Linked DNA regions of Mus musculus: region 2 is linked to region 1. The links are chromatin contacts, called in public Hi-C maps. All regions are on one chromosome and are shown on one strand. The core of a region is the stretch at or near the end of the contact, and the rest is flanking DNA. Distances in the headings are between cores, read along the strand shown.

What was found. A called contact is a pair of places that touch in the nucleus more often than the background predicts.
Region 2: a contact with region 1 is called in a Hi-C map of liver, with 1.7 times the contacts expected there. The contact joins two enhancer-like sites. A contact is called at or near these places in 14 of 484 Hi-C or Micro-C datasets (the HL-1 cell line, the HPC-7 cell line, embryonic stem cells and 4 more), 1 of 115 datasets of contacts at active chromatin or transcription factors (fibro-adipogenic progenitors) and 1 of 9 other capture datasets (embryonic stem cells).

What each region holds. Positions count from the first base shown.
Region 1 is chr13:60,109,146-60,112,514 of GRCm38.p6, forward strand. It overlaps A530065N20Rik (RIKEN cDNA A530046M15 gene), which reads left to right. Exons shown (of 3, transcript NR_046142.1): 2 at 1,334-1,527. Among named protein-coding and RNA genes, the nearest start is that of Gm46420, 16 kb to the right of the region's middle. Within about 2 kb of position 1,481, at least 179 of the 459 cell types and tissues checked have an H3K27ac peak or open chromatin away from gene starts, as enhancers often do. A contact at or near this core is called in liver and uterus, where this site is marked.
Region 2 is chr13:60,477,672-60,481,040 of GRCm38.p6, forward strand. No RefSeq gene overlaps it. Among named protein-coding and RNA genes, the nearest start is that of A530001N23Rik, 29 kb to the right of the region's middle. Within about 2 kb of position 1,495, at least 86 of the 459 cell types and tissues checked have an H3K27ac peak or open chromatin away from gene starts, as enhancers often do. A contact at or near this core is called in liver and uterus, where this site is marked.

The DNA.
Region 1 (3,369 bases), core at 231-2,730:
TTTTTTTTTTTCTGGACCAATTCTAGGAAAGAAAAAAAATGTCCATAGAGAAAACATAATCCAATCATTTAAAAAAAAATGGGTCACCAGTGGCCAAGTCACAGTTCCTGGACACCATTTCATTACAAAGGAGATTGTATTTTATAACAATACAATTTGTCTCAAGGAGTTTTGTTAGTGTGGGAACACAGAGAGAAAAATAACACCAAATGTGTACACACACACACACACACACACATATATCCATGTGCCAAATGAGGACCTGGGACTGCATACATTCCAGGGCAAGACAGAAGAGAATGGAACTGCAGGCTGTGACCTACCACTGCAGGTCTTTATGGGGCAGTCGCCTGGTCTGTGCTCATAGACATGGTGACAGAATAAGGATTTCTAAGTGTAGAAAAACCATTCAAAGTTGACTCATCTTTTTTTTCCCTGTTTGATCAGTTTATTAAACACGGGTTGTCACACTCCTCTGATTTATTTTGCTTGTTTCTGAGCTTGGTGGGAGCTCATTTCTGTCACCCCCATATGGATGATTCTGAGTAAATTTTGGTTTTTCAAGTGTTCCCTTTCCATCCTGATGGCTGCATTTATTCTGTGCTTCAGACCTTCTGGCTGAGGACCGTTTTGGAAAGTTCCTTGTATAATAAATAAATGATACAATAGTAAATACAATAAACAAATAAAACAAGAATGTGCTTCTTCAGATAAATCATGTGTATATAACTTTGGTCAAACAGACCTTCCTTTGAAGAAATTTGAGAATGTATTAGGGCTATCATGACCACAACCCATGATCACATAGACAATTGAGAAGCTAGTTGTTTCAGAAACATTTGATTGTAAATCCTGTCTGTAGTAGCTGGCCAAGCGAACATTAGCTGTGTGTGTGTGTGTGTGTGTGTGTGTGTGTGTGTGTGTGTGTGTCTATATAGATAGCATTAGTCAAGCTAATGTCCCTTTTTGTCCAGAGCATTTCAAGAACCACATGACTATCAGATTTTTCTGAGCCATGTTTTTGAACACATTATTTAAAACCATATGTCAGGAAAGTTGTACCAGGCTGCAGGATTGGCTGCAGGATTCTGTCAGCCTTTGAGCAGCACTCAGGAGCTGCCCCTGCACCTGCAGCATGCATTGGTCATGTGACTCTAGGGGTAAACTTCCAGATAGCAGTTTAGTTGTTGTCTCTTCCAGCTGAGACAATGGATGTGCCTAAAATTAGCTAGGAAAAGGCTGCGTGGTCTATCCAGGTTTCTCTGAGGAACAGGCCAGCTCAGCCTTGCTTAGTGTGCTCCTTCCCGCTCCATTTCCCCGGCTCTCCCCTCAGGTGTGTTCATGGAAAGCTGCCTCGAAGTTCTCGGAATTACTCAGGATTCTTTCCCAGTCCTTCATGGGGCCTCTAATGAAGTCTGAGCTGTAGCCTGGGGTTGATGCCAGCCTGGAATGCAAGGAGACTGAAAGCTGACACCCGTTCAACGGAGCAAAGGGCCTTGCACTGAGGTTGTTGCCATGACAACCTGGGTATGTTCCTGGTGACGCATTTACACAACGGGGTTAAAGTTCTTTGAAACCAGTGGCTGCTGTAAAAACAGCATATTAAATATGCTCCGGACTGTGGGCTGTGCATTCTTCTCTCTCTGGAGACACTCCCCCTGCCGTGTGTGTGTGTGTGTGTGTGTGTGTGTGTGTGTGTGTGTGTGTGTTTCATTGGGGGAAATTTCTCAAAGTGCAAAGTGAATTTACAGCAGAATCAATCAAATAGCGGGCTAGCTCTGCACAAATTTTCTCCTTTTTGAAAGGAAGGGACAATAATTTGGGTCATCATTCCCCTCTGCAGTATTTCTTTGTTTGTCTGTCTTGTTATCTCTGCACACCAAAACATCTGTTCTCTCACCTTGCCTCCTTGGTGTGGAGCAATATGTTTGAAGCTAGTCACTTGGCAAACCATTTGGAGAAAAGGATAGCTTCAATGAGCCCATGATTCAAAAATCTTTTGCCTTTTAAATTTGATTTGAATTGTTTTCTATTCACCTTGTAGTTTTGTGTTAACTTATTATTCAGGCAGACATTTGAAGGGGGAAATTAAGTAATCCAAAAATATAATGATTGTTCTGCTAGGAAGCCTCCTATTTGCTGGCTGTATGCGGGTTCTACAGACCAGATAGGTAAGCCATACAGCTTTGCCAAGGGAAGCCTAGTCCAGCCCAGCTTGTCACTGTCTTTAAAGTTTAAAGACTGTCCCAGTTTGTCCTGAGCATGGGCTTTCCTGAGACTTGAGAGATTTACTATTAAAGTTGAGAAATGTCAGGCACACCAGGACTAGCTGGTCACTGTGTATCGAACAACCACCACTTAATATCTGCCCAAATCCCAAGGCTCTACTACAGAGGCATTGACACCAAGTCTACTTGTCTTTGGGCAGCCCCATCTCCTTTGGTAATTTAGTGGTATTGGCAGCAGACCTGTTTGTCTGTCTACTCAAATGTATTCAGGTCTAATAAGAGACCTTAAAAGGTATTATGCCCATTCCGGAGATGCTATGAGCCCCCTCCTGGGTGGGACCCCTTTTGGCTTCTGGCTACCATCTTGCTTGGAATGAAGGGCCATCTATCACTGGCTTCCTGTCTCCTTTGCCTTCACATCAGTAGAATCCAGCACTGATTAAGGAAGCTCATTCATGTAGCTTCCTTATTGTGGTACCTAAGAGAAGGTGAGGCAGGAGTCTCCGACTATTCAAATTGAGATGGACATGACACGGTAGATCAACCTCATCAGATTTTACCTGGCCTAAGTCTCCATCCTATGGATGAACAGAAGGGGCTTCAGAAAGACCTGTGGGCTGATTTTCTGGCCTCGGGGATATCTGCCTGGGATTTTTTTTTTTTTTTTTTGTATCAACTGAATCAAGATGTCTTGGTCGCCTACCTAGTCTGTTGTCCAAAGTCGTCACTGGGGCAGTCAAAGGACCAAGACATGTTTCCATTTCTATAAAGAAAGTACCATAAAAATGTTGTAGTTTCACTGTTTAAGTCCAAAAGGGAAGAGACTAGTTTAGCTTTGAGAAACACGACCCAGACAGACATGAAAAGGCACTAAAGGATATACCCTGGAGTGACCACTGTGGTTTTACCCAAAACCCTCTAGGTTACCTGAGCAACCCAGCAGTGCTTCACCTTGAAAGAGAGTCACCTAGTTAATCACACAGTACACAAAAAATCTCAGATTCGTTCATTCATTCATTCATTCATTCATTTATTCATTCACCAGGTGTTTATACTGCTCAGAATACTTAACCCTGCTCCAGATTCCCAGAGAAAGGCTGTGTTAATCAAACTGTTGTAATCAAGGTCTCCCTCCCTCTCA
Region 2 (3,369 bases), core at 245-2,744, 370 kb after region 1:
CGCCCATTCATGAAACTTACATTAATATGACCCCAGTCTCTTGAAAGAGATAAGACAATATCGGGATGATGAGGACTGCAGACTTGTAAATGAGACAGACCACTGGGCAGCTCCTTCTTTAATTCTTGTGTTTGATTCCTGTGCCTCATGAGAAAAACCGTCATCATCTTTGTTTTACAAAACTGAATGTACCTGCTGCCTGTAACATAATGTTTTAAAGAGTATCTTGTGGCGTGACTCACCTGGCTAATTAACATATATAGTGTGCCTTGTGTTGCTTTCTATTTGTGGCGAGAACATGTAACACACGGGTTCCTTAGCATTTTCCAAGAACACATTACAGAGCTGGGTATGACTCCATGGCAAAACATTTGCTTAGCGTATTCTTAGTTCCAGGGTCAAGAACTGAGAACAGAATGTTGTCCAGGTAAGGTAGTACAAACCCACTAAAGGAGGGCTCCTTCTGGTTACAAGGGGGGCATCTCTGGCCTGCGTGGAGACCTAACATTTCGGTTAGCCTGTGTCAATCACCTAGCCAAGGGACCACCCTTCAGGAAGGCCATGTCACCCCTGGGATTCCCAAGATCCCACCCCTAGCTGCATGTCGCTTTATAAGTCTATCTGCTTTCTGAATCATTCAGAAAATCCTAGCTTCCCCTCCTCATTTCTGTCTCATGTCTTAGGATGCTTTGCCAGCACTTTGGGCTTCTTCAACATTGTGGTCTGCCTTACTCTTTTTCTAAAGCCTCCCTCTCTGCCATGTGGCTGCTTGTCCACATGGCCAACCGTGGTTTTCCCTTTCTCTCCTCAAGTCTTCTCCTCTCTGAAGATGCAGAGGTGACAGCTTGCCTGCTCGAAAGGGATGCTCTCTTAAACCCTGGTAAAACTGTCTCAAAGCCGTATGTGTTCATCCATTCTTAAAGTTTTAAAGGTTTTGAAAACCATGCGCAGGGCTATTTTGCCTGGATCTGTGTCTCTGTCTCACTTCAGCGTTTGGTACGCACAGGGGCTAGAAGAGGGGTCAGAGCCCTTGGAATCTGAGTTACAGACAGTTGTGAGCCATTATACACGTACTGAGACTCAAACCTGGATCCTCAGCTCCCAGTGCTCTTAACCACAGAGCCACTTCCTCGGCCCCCTTTTAAATTATTTTATTAAAGAGACTAAACGCCCCAAAGTACCATCTGGTAACCAAAGAGAGGCTTCCCAAATGCCAGTAACAATAGTTGGACACACCATACTCCTTACCACAGTCTTCGAGTTACCATGCGCAACGGTTCTGTTCACATGTTCACATGTAAGATTTCCATACTCGCCACTGATTTTCTGAACATCGGTGAACTCTAAGGGTATTCCTGAATGTAGTCTGGGAGAAACCGAGTCATCATTACACTTTGACTTTATAATAAGAAATCAAACTTCTGGGGCACCTGCTCTGCAGGACCATCGTCCATCTCCGATTTATAATACTGTTGTCCATAAGATGGGGCCAAAGAGCCACAAAGCGTAACACCCCTCTGGAAGAACCAGGCTGCTTCAAGGGCTAAATCCCTCCATTTTCTGGAAAAAAAAAAATGTGACAGAGATGGGGTGGGGCGGGGTGGGGGACCCCTGAACTTGGCTCCCGTGGGTCTGTCTGTCTTTCCTGTTTCTACCACCCAACTGACAGTCCACAAGGGTGAAAATGGATACGGAAACTGTTTCACCTGGAAGGATTTCTGCCAATTTTTTAAACACAGAGAACCACAGAGAAAGTAAACGAAGAGGCTCCAATGCGCGAACAACTGTCAGTGGTATTTACGAGGGAATAAAGCTCCGGCCATCACAAAAACCCAGATTGCCAGAGCTCTTGATCGCCGGTTTTAATCAAAATGCAGCCAGCTGCCTGTGTTTAATGTTAATTGTGGAGTTCTGTATCTCAGCCAATCACTGCACTTCTGAGCTGGCACCGTGACAAAAACAAGCCAGACACCAAATTCTTATCCTGACTCATTTGGCTGAGGTGGGGTAGGGTGGGGTGGGGAGGGGTGGGGTGTAAATCACTTACAGGTCTGGTCAGTGTTGGTATGAAGGACTTAGCTGGTTTTGTAATGCTAAACAACCTCTATGCCTGACATTTTCTTTCCGTCTTCAAGATGCACCTGCAGTGCAGTTAGAAACCTACAGAACCCGCAGTTCGCACTTCCTGCTACCAAAAGGCCATGTAGCATCTTCGTGAGATAATGTTTTTATGTTGGGGTCCACTATTGCCCAGAGAAGCTGCTTTGCTTTGTAGCTTCCTCTACTCCCTGACCAGTGCCCTGGGTTGTAATTTAGAGAAGTTTCCCTTTTCTCTCAGATTGCTTAACACTCCAAGCACCCAGCCAATCCCCACCCCCACCCCCACCCCCACCCAGCGGGAGGGGTACCTCTGGTCTGGAAGGTAAGCAATGCAGATGAGCTGGAGTGAATGGAAATGTCCAGCAAGAAAAATAGAACCCCTTTCCAACTTCCCACAGTCCTGTCCTCTCTCCTCATCTCCATAAATGGTTGGTGAAATAGATGTCTTCCTGACAGTCTCTAAAGGAGCTGCGGGTTTCTAGAGTTACCTCAGGCACGTGGTGAGTGCACAACGAAACCTTCTACAGCCTTGAGCCGGACTCAAAGAGATCTGACAATGCAAAGACAGTGTCAGTGATTGGCCGCGATGCTTAGCAACTAGTTTGTCCCTCTCTGGTCTTTTACATATAGACTGTAGTTAATATTTAAACAAATGTAAGCAGACCCACGGGTTGATTAAATTAAGTCTTCTCCAGCTCGATTTACATAACTTGCAGTAATCAGAACGGGGAGAGAGAGAAAGTGGAACTGGGCAGAGAGGTACACTTTGCAGTCGTTTGGAATCAGGAGTAATTGCAGCGAGCTTCTAAGTTCTGCTGTTATTGAAGGAAGGCCCAATTGGCTGAGGCTAACTGTAATCTCAAAATATTAACAGATGTGAGTTGCTGAGCTGGCAAGTTAAAGTCTTAGATAAACAAGCAGGAAAATTATAAACAAGAAGAAAGAAAAGCTGGGTTAAAGACCTGAAAACCTCATGGAGATTCACCGTGCCACTGGGTTCTAGCCTAGCCCCCGGAAGTACATTCATTTAGCCAGTGCTAACTTTGTTTTACCGCAGAAGCCGACTCTCTTTAAGACAACCCCCATCACTCCAACCCTGCCTGCATGCCTTTATACAGGACTAATCCACCATACAGGGCAACATCAGACGCCCTGCTGTCTCTTTGCAAATTGGACAGCAGCACACACCTCAGTTGTCTTAAATTGTACCTTTCCAAGCTGTTCCCTGATCACCTGCGGTCTCAGGGACAAGAAAGAAAAGAAGCCACG